Linked DNA regions of Hordeum vulgare: region 1 is linked to region 2. The links are chromatin contacts, called in public Hi-C maps. All regions are on one chromosome and are shown on one strand. The core of a region is the stretch at or near the end of the contact, and the rest is flanking DNA. Distances in the headings are between cores, read along the strand shown.

Evidence for each region. Hi-C and Micro-C count contacts between places; a contact is called where the count stands out from the background.
Region 1: a Hi-C map of leaf shows a contact between it and region 2, with 2.7 times the contacts expected there. The contact joins the promoter of LOC123405501 here to the enhancer-like site in region 2. A contact is called at or near these places in 1 of 6 Hi-C or Micro-C datasets (leaf) and 1 of 1 datasets of contacts at active chromatin or transcription factors (embryo).

The regions. Positions count from the first base shown.
Region 1 is chr6H:475,278,608-475,286,059 of MorexV3_pseudomolecules_assembly, reverse strand. LOC123405501 (fatty acid desaturase DES2) reads right to left here and starts at 3,495. Exons shown (of 2, transcript XM_045099164.1): 1 at 3,342-3,495; 2 at 1-754. The coding sequence starts at 747.
Region 2 is chr6H:475,139,079-475,145,871 of MorexV3_pseudomolecules_assembly, reverse strand. No RefSeq gene overlaps it. Among protein-coding and RNA genes, the nearest start is that of LOC123405501, 140 kb to the left of the region's middle. Within about 2 kb of position 4,746, at least 2 of the 3 cell types and tissues checked have open chromatin away from gene starts, as enhancers often do. A contact at or near this core is called in leaf, where this site is marked.

The DNA of each region.
Region 1 (7,452 bases), core at 2,246-4,745, 140 kb before region 2:
AAGCTTGAGCAGGGCCAAGGAGACGGCCAACACGCCGACATCCGAGATGAAAATCTGGGCTCGCTCCCGGTCGTTGTAGATCGGGCCGTAGGGGTCGAAGTGGCAGGCGAAGCGCGGGTACGGACGGCCTGAGGCGTTGAGCGCCAGGTACAGCGGCCACCCGAGGGTGAGCTGCACCACGATGTGCACCAGACGGCCGATGGGGTTGTTGTAGATGTAGGGAGTGTACCATGCCAGCGCCTCCTTCTGCTTGGGGACAAACACCTCGTCGCGCTCCAGCGACCCGGTGTTGGAGTGGTGGCGACGGTGGCTGTACTTCCACGAGAAGTATGGGACGAGCAGCCACGAGTGGAGCACCAGGCCGACGGTGTCGTCGAGCAGCGAGTAGTCAGAGAAGGCATGGTGGCCGCACTCGTGCGCGATGACCCAGACGCCGGTCATGACGCAGCCCTGAACGATCCAGTAGAGCGGCCACGCGCCCAGCTGCAACACGGTAGGGAGGGTGGGGATCCAGACCAGAGCGGCGTACAGCAGGGCGGCGATGATGACCAGGTCATGAACCACGTAGGAGAAGGACTTGATGATGGAGCGCTGGAAGCAGTGAGGCGGGATCGCCTTCTTGATCTGACCGAGCGTGAACGGCGGCTTGTCCGTCGGCGAGCGCTGGAAGGCTGCGCCGCCGCCGGCGCGGCCGAGCTGCTCCTGCTTCTCCCGCTCCTTCTCGGTCATCCTGCCGCCGGCACCCATGATGCTGCTGACAAGAAAAGGAAACACAGATGGTCAGACGTCACGAACGAAGTTATATTGTATTCCAATCATACGAGATCAATAAGAGAACAGTATATTCTAACTGCATGATTCTCACAATACTGCTATGAACGAAAATATCTAGCAAGTTGGTTAATACTTTATTTCAGTTCTGCTGGTGCACGAGGGGCAGCTATGCAAGGAAAACAAAACACGGCACGAGGGGGTGTTATATCATCGCCCACGGTAATGGTGGCGTGCCCCGATGCTAACAAGATAAAGTATTCCTCTCTTTGAAGAAAAAAAAAGTAAAATATTCCTGGATGACATGACAAGTGGGGCGATCGCGGCATGTGCGAACCCAATGGCATGTTAAGATTCCCTTTGGGTGCGTGCACCGCAGCTGCCCCACATGTACTACTGCTAAGCTAAATTCAGATCTGCCCATGCCTCTGAACCATCAGAGACAAAATCGTCTGTCGTACTGGAGTAAAACACAGGGCGGTGGAAGATGGAGATAATAAGGTGACCAATCCAATGGTCAAAGTAAAGGAAGTATATGCGCCAGAAACTCGTTCAAAATGAGGACATATCCAGTAAGATAAGGCGATCAAATCCTACCAGACACACCTTGGACGGTCAAATATAAGCCATCCGCCATCTCTTCAAGGAGGACGCCAATATGGACGAATACGTCTCTCTCTCTCTCCCGCCCCTGTGCTACGACCACGACACATTCGGTCCGAGAACGCCGAGTCACCCACCAACCACCACCCTCTCAGTCTCGGGCACACACTTCCCCACCTCAGCTCGGCGCAGCAGTGGGCGACCGAGACCAAGGAACAGCAGTAAAACGAGATACCACGTTGAACATGGCGCATCTCCAGACGGTAGGTGGACTTTCAATTCAGATGCCATCAACAAAGTGCTAGTGATTTCCTTCTCGCTTTGAAGAGAGAAAAAGAAGTCCCACGGCCAAACCATAATAAAGCTCCGGATCGCGACGTTCAACTTTGCTGATTCAGGGCAATAAACCCAGCTTAGCTGATTGATTAGGACTTATTTTGCAGATTCGGGGCAGGCATTAAGCCTGGATTACACGCTGTAGGCGAGGAGGACCAGAGCGGGGGCAGCACATACAGGGCAAGTACAGGGCTGGCGTGGTGCTACTGCTATCCAAGTTTTTTTTTTTGAGGGGTACTGCTATCCAAGGTGGAAGAGGGCCATGGGCACCCAGATCTGCGCCTTTGTTCGTTTGTGCGCGTCCAGCTAGGCTGGACGTCTGCGGCCGGAAATACGAAAAAAAAAAGGTGGTGCAGGCCCGCCTTGTGGGTGTGGGCCTGGATCCGTGGAATATTGTGCAGCTCTGACCCACGCAGTCTTTTCTGTACCTTAGCGCAGGCACGCGGTCGTGGGGTGACGAAACGGAAAGGGACAATCGCCACCGTCCAGGCGCCGGCGACAGGATATCTGACGGGGTCGTGAATCACGATGACCTTTTCTAGGTCAGGAGCAGCAGCGCGCCAGCCGCCGCCGCCGCCGACGACATGCTGAAAGGAGCGGCCTAACTTTCTTTTTTTTTCCCTCTTCTTTCTTATGATAATATCCCAACGACATGGGCACGAGAAGCATATGGCTGAGGCTCCGCCTGCCGTGTTTCGCTGGACAAACGGATTTTTGTGTGTGCGTGTGTGTGTGTTTGCGATAACGGCTTGCCTCTTTGAAAACTGAAAGCTTGCGTGTTGTCAAAGGCCAATTAGTTTTGTTACGGCCTAATCAGTAATCACAGCTTTGTGATTCTGTTTCAAGTGATTGTGGATGGAAAGTGGTTCTCTCATCCTTGATCAAATCAAAAAGAAGAAACACATGGTGCTACAAATTTAGCGCGCCGGGGGTGAAGGGGAGGCAAAGGTAGGTAGCAGCTTTTCCAACGAAACTAACGGGAGCTGCCAAAAGCATGGCAGATTTTACGAATCTAAAATGAGTGCTAGCGGCGAAGGTGCAGGGATCAGGGCCCAAAAGGCGTACCGGAATATCTGGACACCGTCCGCACCAAAATCCTGCAGATCTGGTGGCAAGATGCAAACAGAGCCCGAGTTTGTAAATGTCAACGCTAACCAGAGGCGATCGATTGCCGTGGTGCCCGTCAGCAACCAGGAAAAGGGGTTGCGCTTTTGGATTTGGTACGCCGCTTCCCGATCTCCGCCTCGTTCGTTCGTTCGTTCCAATACTGCTCGCTGTTGCCTCCGGTGAAACCGTGCATGGGACACGCGCATTTCGCTGGGAATTCGGTCGGGGGTAGGTGCGGCGTCTAGCGGAGCAACGGATTGACGGACCGGTGGCAGGAATCAGGTGCGGCGGCAAAGGGGGGAGAAAACAGCAACCTGTCTGTCGAGCTCCTCTCACGGCGGCGCCGGCGGAGGCTCTACGAGGGGATACGGGACGCACGCGGCATGGCGCCCTGCCTGCTCGCCATTCCCGGCGGCTTAAAACGCCCGGAGAACCAAGCAGATTCCGCGCGAATCCGCACCGAAGAAAATGAATCTACTACCAATTGAGCCAGACAAGCGATGGATTCGGACGAATGGCGATACCTGGTAGGGGTGGTGGTGGTCGAGGCGGCGGATCGGGCGGACGGACACCACGCGAGCGAGCGAGCGCGCGCGCGCACCCTCACCGGCGCGTCTGCTCCTCTTGTGGACGGGACGAACGAGTGGTTTGTGCGGGGGGGAGGAGCAGGCCGCCTCCGAGTCCACCGGTGGGGGATGCTATTTAAAAGCGCCCCGTCCCCTCACGCGCGCCCACTGGCGTGCGGGTCCCGGGAGCCAGATGGGGCGCACTGACCCAAGAAATCTGGCCCCGTACACGTGTCGCGGTTTGTATCGCTCGTCTGAGGGGGCCGTGACCCGGATCTCGCATGGCGGGCCGTCGGCCGTCCGTTCGGGCCATCCGACGGTCCGGAGCCTGCCACCAGAATGGCGTGGGATTCACCACTAGATATAGTGCCAATTTTGTCCGTCAGCTGAGGCCTCCCCTGTACAGAAATACAGCAAACAGACCCCGTATGAAATATGCTTCCTTCGTTTTTTAAAATATAGGTTTTTTTATAAATTTTATTATAGACTACGTACGAAATAACATGAATAAATCTACACTCTATGAATGTCTATATACAAATCTTTAAAAAACTTATACTCCGACGAATGAAGTACATGTAAAGATTACAAAAACCATTGTTTTTGAATATTACGAAACATGTGATAATAATTATTAGTGGATGAAAAGGACCAAACACATGAAAATTTTGGTGAAAATATAATTATTAATTCATGGTAGAAACTTTCCTGCAAAACAATTATGGTATATATGTATGTTTATATCATGTTGTTGTAATTTAGTATAGAGTAGTATATAGAAGGGTGTAAACGAACTTAAATCATTATTATTATATCTAACTTGACAATTAGCCCTTTACTTACCGAGTTAGACACTTATCTTTGTGCGTGTGTATGTGTGTGTGTACATTTTCATAAAAGAAAGTTACATATATACATGCATTATTTATTCACATGTTTTTAATCTTGTTGAAATGAATTATCGCTCAATTACAATATCATATGATTCCTTGGGTTGGGAATGGCATGTTCAAGATGATAAATATATGTCGTTTGCATAAGAAATATTGCAAGGGCTTTTCTGTAGGCGGATTATTCTTTCTCATATCTATGCAACATACGGTACCCATATGTCAAGGCAACAAAAAATTATGTTGTTTTGAATGATTTGCATAGTTTATAGATTTGAAGGTAAAGTTTGAAGGTAAAGTGGGAAATATTGCCATCTGCGACCACTTCAAAATGCCATCAACAGCCAACCCCCTCCAAGGGAACGTTTGTGAGTTAGTATTTCCGTAAATAATAGGATCATGATATCATGCTATCATGTACTCCCTGTTTTCACAAATTTAAGATGTTTAGGGATAATCTCAACGGCGCCCATTTTTTTCTAAAAAGACATTTCACTCCTCGATTTCAAATTTCATCCCAACGTGATCCTCGCCGCACCCAATGTCTTCAATTCTAGGATGTCAATGTGCTCACGAGACATTGCTCCTCGCCAAGCGTGCCGACGTGCCTCGGCGCTCATCAGCGAGTATGTCGCTGCGCCCAGCGCTCATTGGTCAGCGCATAGTCGAGCTAGGTGCTCTGTCGAGCACGAGTCACCAAGCGCTCGTCATCGCGCTCACTAGGCGCTCATTGTTGCCGAGCACCAGACGCTCCTCGTTGCAAGTTGTAGCAACATTTTCCGGCAGCAATTTCCGTGAACCGGCAGTAGCAACATTTGGTGTGTGCATCACCAGCTCATATGCATCCACTACATCGACATCTCCGCTGCATCCTCTACATCATCGTCTCCTTTACAAATTTAGCCGTGAATTAGTCCCAACAACCGCTATTTATGCTTCTCCTCATCATCAGGAGCAGCAGCATGGTGCTCCTAGACCTGCATAACACTCCATCTGAAGAAGAATCACCCGGAGGAGAAGAGAATGGCGATATAGAAGAACCAAAAAGATGTACTATCTGTTTACTCCACGTAGTTTAAGTACCCCATGAATCTGTAAGTTAAAGTACTCTATGAATTAGCAAGGGTAAAGTGAAGTTTTATAATATATTGGGATTAAATCCTCGAGGAATCCATTGAGAGGATCGATATGGTCGACTGGAAGGGCAGTTGAATAGGCGGCTAACAATATTTTTAACTTCTTTTGCACAATATGCTCAACAAAATAAGAGATTGAGTAGATACGCAACTAGGTGGACAACCTATATGACAAGCACAACAAAACGAGGTAATAAAAAGCACAAAGTAAAAGTGAAATAATCGCATGTGGAGTCGATGGAGACGAGGATGTGTTTTTTAAGTTCCCTCTTTTGGGAGGAGGGTATGTCTCTGTTGGAGGGGTGTGTAGACATAATGCTCCCCGAGGATCCCAAAGACTCACCCTTTTCTTCTCGCGCCCTCACACAATGCAAGGTTTCGTGGATCCACAGGTCATGCCATTGAATGCGACAATCGGGACATTTCAAAATAAGGATGTGGATCTCTACATAATTTAATTGGAGGCTCCCAACACTATCATGAAGCTTCACCGCAATGGAATGCAGCTCTGAAGTGACCTCAAACATCTAGGGTTCCCAAACACCCAAGAGTAACAAGATTTGCAAGGAGTCAAACAACTAGGGTTTGGTTTGGATGGACGTGTAGATCGGGTATTCCACTTTCTCTACCTAAAATATGAGCTGGATTGGTTGGCTAGAGAGGGAGGAATCAAAGGTTGAACCTCTTGGATCAAAGGTGAGAATGGTGATATGTTCATCAACTGCCAAAGGTGTAATAAGACCCTATTTTTGCTCAGCTCTAGATTTTGCTCGTTCGAGCCTGCTACTTGTAAACTGCATTGGAGTTTTCCCCGAAGAGGAAGGGAGATGCAACACAATAGAGATAAGTATTGCCCTTAGTGATAACCAAGGTTATCGAACCAATAGGAGTATTAAGAAAACTCTCATCGTCGGCACCTGCACACAAAGAAGCAAACACTTGCACCCGATGCTGATAAGAGGGTTGTTAAGCCCCTTGAACTCGTTACTTGCAAAGACTAAATTGTGATAGATAGATAATATAAATATAAATAACACGAAATAAAATGAAGCAATATTTTTGTGGTTTTTGTTATATAATTTGAGTAGACCCGGGGCATAGTTTTCGCTAGAGGCTTCAAACTTGAAGATAGCATACGGTGCGTAGACAAGTTATTGTTGGACAATTGATAGAACAGCGCATAGTTATGACATATTATTCAAGGCAATGATCATGTGTATAGGCATCGCACCCTTAAGCAAGTAGACCGACTCATGTCAGCATCTACTATTATTACTCCACTTATCGAACGCTATCCAGCATGCGTCAAGAGTATTGAGTATGAAACACTGTAATACTTGGGGCAAGATATCATGATGTAGACAAAGTAAGCTCAAGAAATATGAATAAACCTCGTCGTATTATCCTTCATGGCAGCAATACAAATGTGTGTCAATTCCCTTTCTGTCACTAGGATTGTGTGCCGCAAGATTGAACCCATCACACCGCACCACTCCCACTAAATACATATCAATCTAGGCCAAACCAAACCGATACATCGAAGAGAAATATGAAGCTATAAAATCATGCATAAAATAATACAGAGAAGAAACAACTAATATTAATGAACAATTTTATTATAAACCCACAATTCATCGAATCCCAACAAACACACGACAAATAAGATTACATTGAATACATCACCTCGAGAATTGCAGTTAATGATGTATTGAAGATGAACGGAGAGAGAGAATAAGCCATCTATGTACTAGTTATAGACGCGTAGGTATGTGGTAGACTACTCACACAACATCATGGAGGCAGCAAGGTTGATGTAGATGAACTCCATGATCGATTCCCCCTCCCATAGGGCACCGAAAAAGGTATCTAGATGGCCTACCATCGCAACAGAGACAGGCGGCAGCGGAAAAAGTGTTTCTGTTCTCTCTTTGATGTCTTCCTAATATTTGAGAATTTATATGGGTGGAATTAGGTTAGACGGAGCCATGAGAGGGCCCACAAGGTAACAAGGCGCACCTACCCCCCCCTCGGCACGTTCTATTG
Region 2 (6,793 bases), core at 3,497-5,996:
CCTCGGATTCGGATCCTGCATGCACCTTCTCCAGCGCATCTTCCGACCCATCACAATGCATCTTGCGGCCCACCACAGCTTCCTTTTTTCTGTTGCATGCATGCACGCATGATGTGCTCAAGATCCGATTTTTTGCCACGAATACGAGGACCTCTTCTTGGTCCATTTTCCCGCCTCGATCTCCTCTTATCCGGATCCATTTTTTTCCATTCGACTTTTTTACGCATAACACAACGCTGGGTAGTTTGCATTTTGGCACAAAAATTAGTGTGAACAAGAGGATTTGATCCTTGCACCTCTTATGTGCGAGACTAGCTAGCCAACCACCTCACCTCCATTGTGATTCACGGTATTACCATGCTATTTTTACAGAAGTTATTCACGGTATGTTTCTCAACAAATGAAAGTAAATAGGCAACTTAACCCATCTCCTTTACTATGTTTACATCAAAAGAAGGTAATTTAGTGTCCGATATTTTGAGACAGTTGGTGACACCATGCTAACTTTGAAAAAGAGGGAGGGGAGTTGATGAAACACCACGATAACTTTTCACCCCCAAGATAAAAGTTTTTTAAATATATACCCCGGTAAATTTTGTGTAAACAACATGCTTCTAGACGCACATGAGACATCATAACTCATGTACAAATACCACGATAATTTTTCATATCGGGATGAAAATTGTTAAAAAACATGCAGCGGTAACTTTTATGTAAATATCATGGTAATATAGGCATAAAAAAGGTGGTAACTCACATACAAATATCTAATTAACTTTTTGAACGGAAAAAAGTTGTTGAAACACATACCCGGATAACTTGTGTCTAAGTAGCATGGTAATATACACACAGTAAAACTGATAACTTACATACAAACACACGGTAACTTTTTGACTCGGGAAAAATGTATTGAAATACATGCACATGATAACTTTTTGTAACAGCGTGGTAATATATGCACAGTGTAGCTGATAACTCATGTGCAAACACCACGGTAACTTTTGACCTTGGGATAAAATTTGTTGAGAAACATACCGCGAATAACTTCTGTAAAAATAGCATGGTAATATACACACAACAAAATTGATAACTCACATACAAACACTGCGTTAACTTAGTTCTGTCTAACTACGATGGTATATATGCCCGGACTACAAATCCCATGGCAACTTTTCATCCCGAGATAAAACTTTATGAAAAAACATACCTTGATAAGTTATGTGTAAATAACATGGTAATATACATACAACAGAGCTGATAACTTACTCAATCCAATCGTAGTAACTTTTTGACCAAGGAAAAACGTTGTTAAAGTACCTCCCAATAACTCATATGTAAACAACATGATAATACATGCACATGAGAGCTGATAAGTCATATACAAATATCGCGGTAATTTTTTGACCGAGGGAATGAACATTGTTGAAAAAACATACTTTGATAACATGGTAATATATAGAAGAAAGTTGATAACTCATTTTAAACACCATAATCACTTTTTAACCCCGGGATAAAAGTTTGTTGAGAATATAACACGAGTAACTTCTGTGTAAATGACATGGTAACTTATGTATGACAGTTCAGATGTGGTAACTTTTAGATTGAAAAAAAAAATCATCACAACATATCAACATGGAATCTAGTTTCGAAGATCTTGTCAAGACGATTTTTTATGTGAAGACGTTTTTTCATTCGAAGCGACGGTTTGAGGTACAATACATTTTGAATATGTAAGTTTAATGAAATTTTCGCTGATATCATCGTTTTTATCCTAGAAACATGCATGCACCAAGCAATTAGAGAGAAAAAAAACGTAAAATGTGTTGGCTGGATGCATCCTTTTTATTGGGAGATAAAAACAACAAGCGTGCATGCAAATCACTCATTCGGATCTAATATTATAATATAGTTATCTTTTCTTTTGCGGAAGAATAATATAGTTATCTAAGTCCATTAATTAATGATGTATCAAAATGTCTTTGAGGAAATAAAAATAATGTTTCAATGCCAACCAAACATATATGTAAACAATAGAAAATGAACGCAGGCCAGCCGTAAAGATGAAAATGTATCGGCGCATTGAACCCATTATCAACTTAAATATAAAGAACAAATAAAACGTGCGTGAGCTTGGGTAGGCCGATTGGAGTTGATTTGAGAGGTTGTTTTTTCGTTCTCGTAAAGGCAACCATGCCTTCACGTGATGGCAACAGTGAGCACGTGGTGGCGTGCCCTCAACTGGATCGCCCTCATCGCCCTCACCGATGATCGAGACCTATTTTCTGTAGGGCCAGTTAATCAAAGCGTCAACTTCCTCTTAAGTTTAGCTTAGCCTTCGGGATATCCGCCGACTTGTTAATTAATCCTTATCAGCAACTCATGCATCCGATCGTCGGAACCACATGGGCCATGGCCACGTAACAGTTCATTAGCATATTCTGCAATCAGATACTACGATCTCATTGCTCATTTTTCTTCCGGGGCGATGGATGTACGTGCGCAACTTGACTTGAGGAATAAACCCATTGAAAAAAGGAAAACGTTTATACACGACGCGTCGGCCGGACCGTTTCGGCTGGACGCACCGTGTTCGTCCGACCAGGATGGATCGCGTGCGTCCCCTCCTCCCGCGCACGTCGCCGTCGTTCCCTCCCCCGCGCAGGCGCCACCGTCGTGTGCTTTTCTTCTGCGCAACTCGTCGTCGCCCCCTCCTCCCGCGCAGGCGCCGCCGTCGCGTGCTTCTCCTTTGTGCATGCCGCCGTCGCCCCCTCACCCGCAGGCACCGCCGCACGCCTTCGTACCCTTCGCTGGCGCTGCTGCAAAATCACCATCGCCGGTGCTCGGGCCGAGCCACATGGAAGATGACATGGCTGCCTCCTGCCATGGACTGATCGTGTGTATGCATGTATTAGAAAAAAGGTACAAGCGGTGTTCAAAAAGTTTCAAACGGCGTAAAAAAAGTTTCACCCGTTGATAAAAGAAGTTACAACCACGTCCATGAGAGTTGTAACCAAACTTCGTCGGAGTTTTATAGCCGGAGTTGCAACCATGATGAAAAAATGTTGCAACCATTATACAAATTTGATACATCAGTCATTCTTTTTTGTTGCAACCGTATTGTTTTTTTCTACAACCGTTGACATGGACGAGTTGCAACCATGATGAAAAATGCTGCAATCATTATACAAATTTGCTACATCAGTCATTTTTTGTTGTTGCAACCGCATTGTGTTTTTGCTACAACCGTTGACATGGACGAGTTGCAACCATGATGAAAATGCTGCAACCATTATACAATTTTGCTACATTTGTCGTTATGTTTTGTTGCAACCGTATTATTTTTTACAAGGGGTTGCAACCATGAGCGCACGTTGCTACATCCACGGAGGTTAGAAACGCACAGAAGGCGACATAGGTGATGGCGGCGAGGGCGGTGACCGACGGCAAGGGCGGCGACAAGCGGCGACCGACGATGAAGGGCGGCCAGCGGTGAGGAGGTGAAGCGAGGCGGTCGGCGCGTGCTGGGGCGTCGGCGCGTGCGAGGCGGGCCTTCCCCTTTCCCGTGCGAGAGGTTGAAGATAGGAGGGATGGGGTCGATGGGATCTGACAGCTCGGGAGGGCCAAATCTGACGGCTGGAGCTCGACCGGCCCAACAGTTGGGCCGGCGCGCCGGCGCAGAGTGCTTGCCTTGAAAAAAACACCATGCATTACGTGCACATATTTTATTAACCAGTTATAGGTGTGTCCAGACGGGTGTAAATCATACGAATACTCGCTCGTAGGAACTCTTTGGGTGACGTACCGTACCAGGCAGAGGAGTGATACGAAGGCCTAGTCAGTGATCCACGTCTCCGAAGCGCAACTCTGCCTACTCTTTAGTTGAAGCTTCATACGAAACACGTTTATTTCTCTTTATATTCGTCAATTTAAAGCTGATCAGGGTGTTCTCAACCAAGTCATTGCGGTTGCGGTCCGTCTATGCCGTCCAATTTAGTGATTACACACGTTCTGTAATTCAGTGCGTAGGCCAGGCCCTTTAGAGGACAAAACAAGGCAATACGTACTAGAAGCAGCCAGCAGTACGTATCGCTACTTGTAATCAAGTGACGTCTTCCGTTCGTTCGTGCTATAACGCAACTGCAGCAACGCACGGAACACACGTGTTTGAGAGGGAACATATATACGTGCCGACTAATTTAAGCGGGACTATTCATTCACATGCAAGGAATCGTAAGGCTACGAGGTCCCGGAAATCACAAGGCTTTGGTACTCGTACGCAGTTGCAGATTCACCACTGGGACGAGCTGGGGACGCCGCCCCGGCTCTCCGACAACAAAACAGGGTATCTTCCGTGTCTAATGACCATAGACGCAGTGCAATGAAGCTTCATCGTCATTCAACGTCCCGGCAAACTCAGTATCCAGGTCCGTCACTGCTGGTACGACGTGTCACACTGCTCACCATCAGCCATGCTCGAGGTGATCTGGTCAGCCATTCGTGTTTACATCCCTACCTCTCCCTTTTTATTCAGGGACCATCTCACACAATCTATCGAAGGAACGGCTTCCTCCCGGGAGCCGAGCAGCAGATATACTACCGGAAAAAGTGAACAAAAGAAGCGACGAAAGATATTCGTCGTGTCGCTGGGCAGAGTCGAAAGCGGCAAAAGTACCCGGACATCATGCAGACATGCACGTTCCAAAGCCGGAACGCCCCAAGCTCGTGAGTTGGTGCACGTGCTTGCATCCATGATCCATCACGCAAGCGCGACAAGAAGGCCAAAACGGGTAGCTGACACTCCACTGCTGCCACAAGCGCCACCAGCGCCAGGCGATGACAAGCCCAAGCGGCGAGCTAGCCTAGCTTGTTGCCTGCCTCGCGTGTCGAAACCGCCGAGCGGACGGATGGCAAAGGCGCTCTGTACGTGTCGCCGACGGCCACGACGCGTGGGGAAACGGCGCGACAAGTGGACGGCACACGCGCGCCGTCCGCGTTCGCATGGCGTGCGGGCGGCGCCGCGCGCACGGGGGCGGGAATCACGGTGGTGTGTGGAGCGGCGCGCTCGTCTCACGCAGGAGCTGCATTTGTCTCGTCCATCCATGCTACGGGTTAGCTCCAGCATGGGATTGGTAAGAGCAGCTCCAACGCGTGTTTTTTTTTTTTTTGGCAGGGATAAAAATATGTTTCAACACGTCGATTCAAACATAAATGTTGTCCGTCATATGTTCATATGAACTCATTTCAGGCCTAAATTTAAGATTAATTTACATCCTTACGGATACGAACCGGACGCGCCGCGCTTGATTGTCTTTCATGGGTCCATCAGTCGGCCCCTCAATCACCGTCCACGTTCGTATTAATTGCGACCATTAAACTCGGACCCGTATCACACTGGATGGAAGTTGCCGGTCGTTGTCTTTTTAAATCAAAGCGTGGGACAGGGCCGGCCTCATCCACTTCTTCTCTTCGTCCCCATCTAACGACATTTGCTCCCCCGCCGGCGACGAGAAACCCTAAACCTAGCCGGCTTCCATCATCGTCCATCATAGATTCCTTAGGCAAAGGAAAGGGCAAGCTCACCCCGGGTGCTAGCTCCTCCCTGTCGCCGACGCCTCCGCGCTTTGGTGCGTCACCGCGGGAACGCGAGCGTCTGTACATCCCAGTCCACCAAGCTAGCTGGCATTGGCAGTACAAGCAGGCCCTCCTGTATCCAGATGTCAACCTCCCGCATGGTTGGCATCTAGACCCCAACCCTAACCTCGTGCGCGCGGTGCGCTGAGTCGCGTGTGCGCACATGTAGGATGTGCACCCGCGGCACGCGTTGCTAGACCCGGACCAGAGGCATGCTCCAGCTTACGCGGACGACACCCCAAACTGAGAGGTTTGGTTCGCCTTGGAGCACGAAAGTAGCGCCTCCACGACGTCCAGCTCGATCCCGCCGTCCCACCGCCACGGTCGGCGCCTCCAACGCTTCCTGAGCCCAAGATCGAAGTGGAGGAGCCCGAGCCATACCGCTATGAGTGGGCCGACCAACTCCGGGAGTGGGTTTCCGCGCCTCCCGTGTGGCTCGGCACTACGCCGGAGCAGGATACGGTCTATCTCCTCTAATAAAAGACGCATGCGCTGGCGGAGGAGCACACCCAGGCCGAGGCATAGATGAAGCTAGAGCGCCATTGGGCGCTTGGGAGGAGGAGGAGCGTCGGGAGAATGAGCGAGCCCGGCAGCATGTGCCCTAGCCGCCGATGTTGTCGGTGTAGAATGCTGCTCAAGCGTGGGAGGCGACGTTCCCTTGGGCTGCTAAGATGATACGTCTCCATCGTATCTACTTTTCCAAACTCTTTTGTCCTTGTTTCAGACTCTAATTTGCATGATTTGAATGGAACTAACCCGGACTAACGTTGTTTTCAGCAGAATTGCCATGGTGTTGTTTTTGTGTAGAAATAAAAGTTCTGGGAATGACCTGGAAATTTACGAGGATTTTTTTGTGGAATATATAAAAAATACTGGCGCAAGAATCAACCGGAGACGTGGAGCGAGGAGCCCACAAGCCATGGAGCCCCCCCCCCCCGGCCGCGCCTAGCAGGCTTGTGGGGCCCTCGGGGCTCCGCCGCCTCCAACTCGAGCTCTATTTAGTCCCTTTCGCCCGAAAAAAAATCAAGGAGAAGAGTTCATCGGGTTTTACGATACGGAGGCGCCGCCACCACTTGTTCTTCCTCTGGAGGGCAGATCTGGAGTCCGTTCTGGGCTCCGGAGAGGGGAGATCGTCACCGTCGTCATCACCAACCTTCTTTCA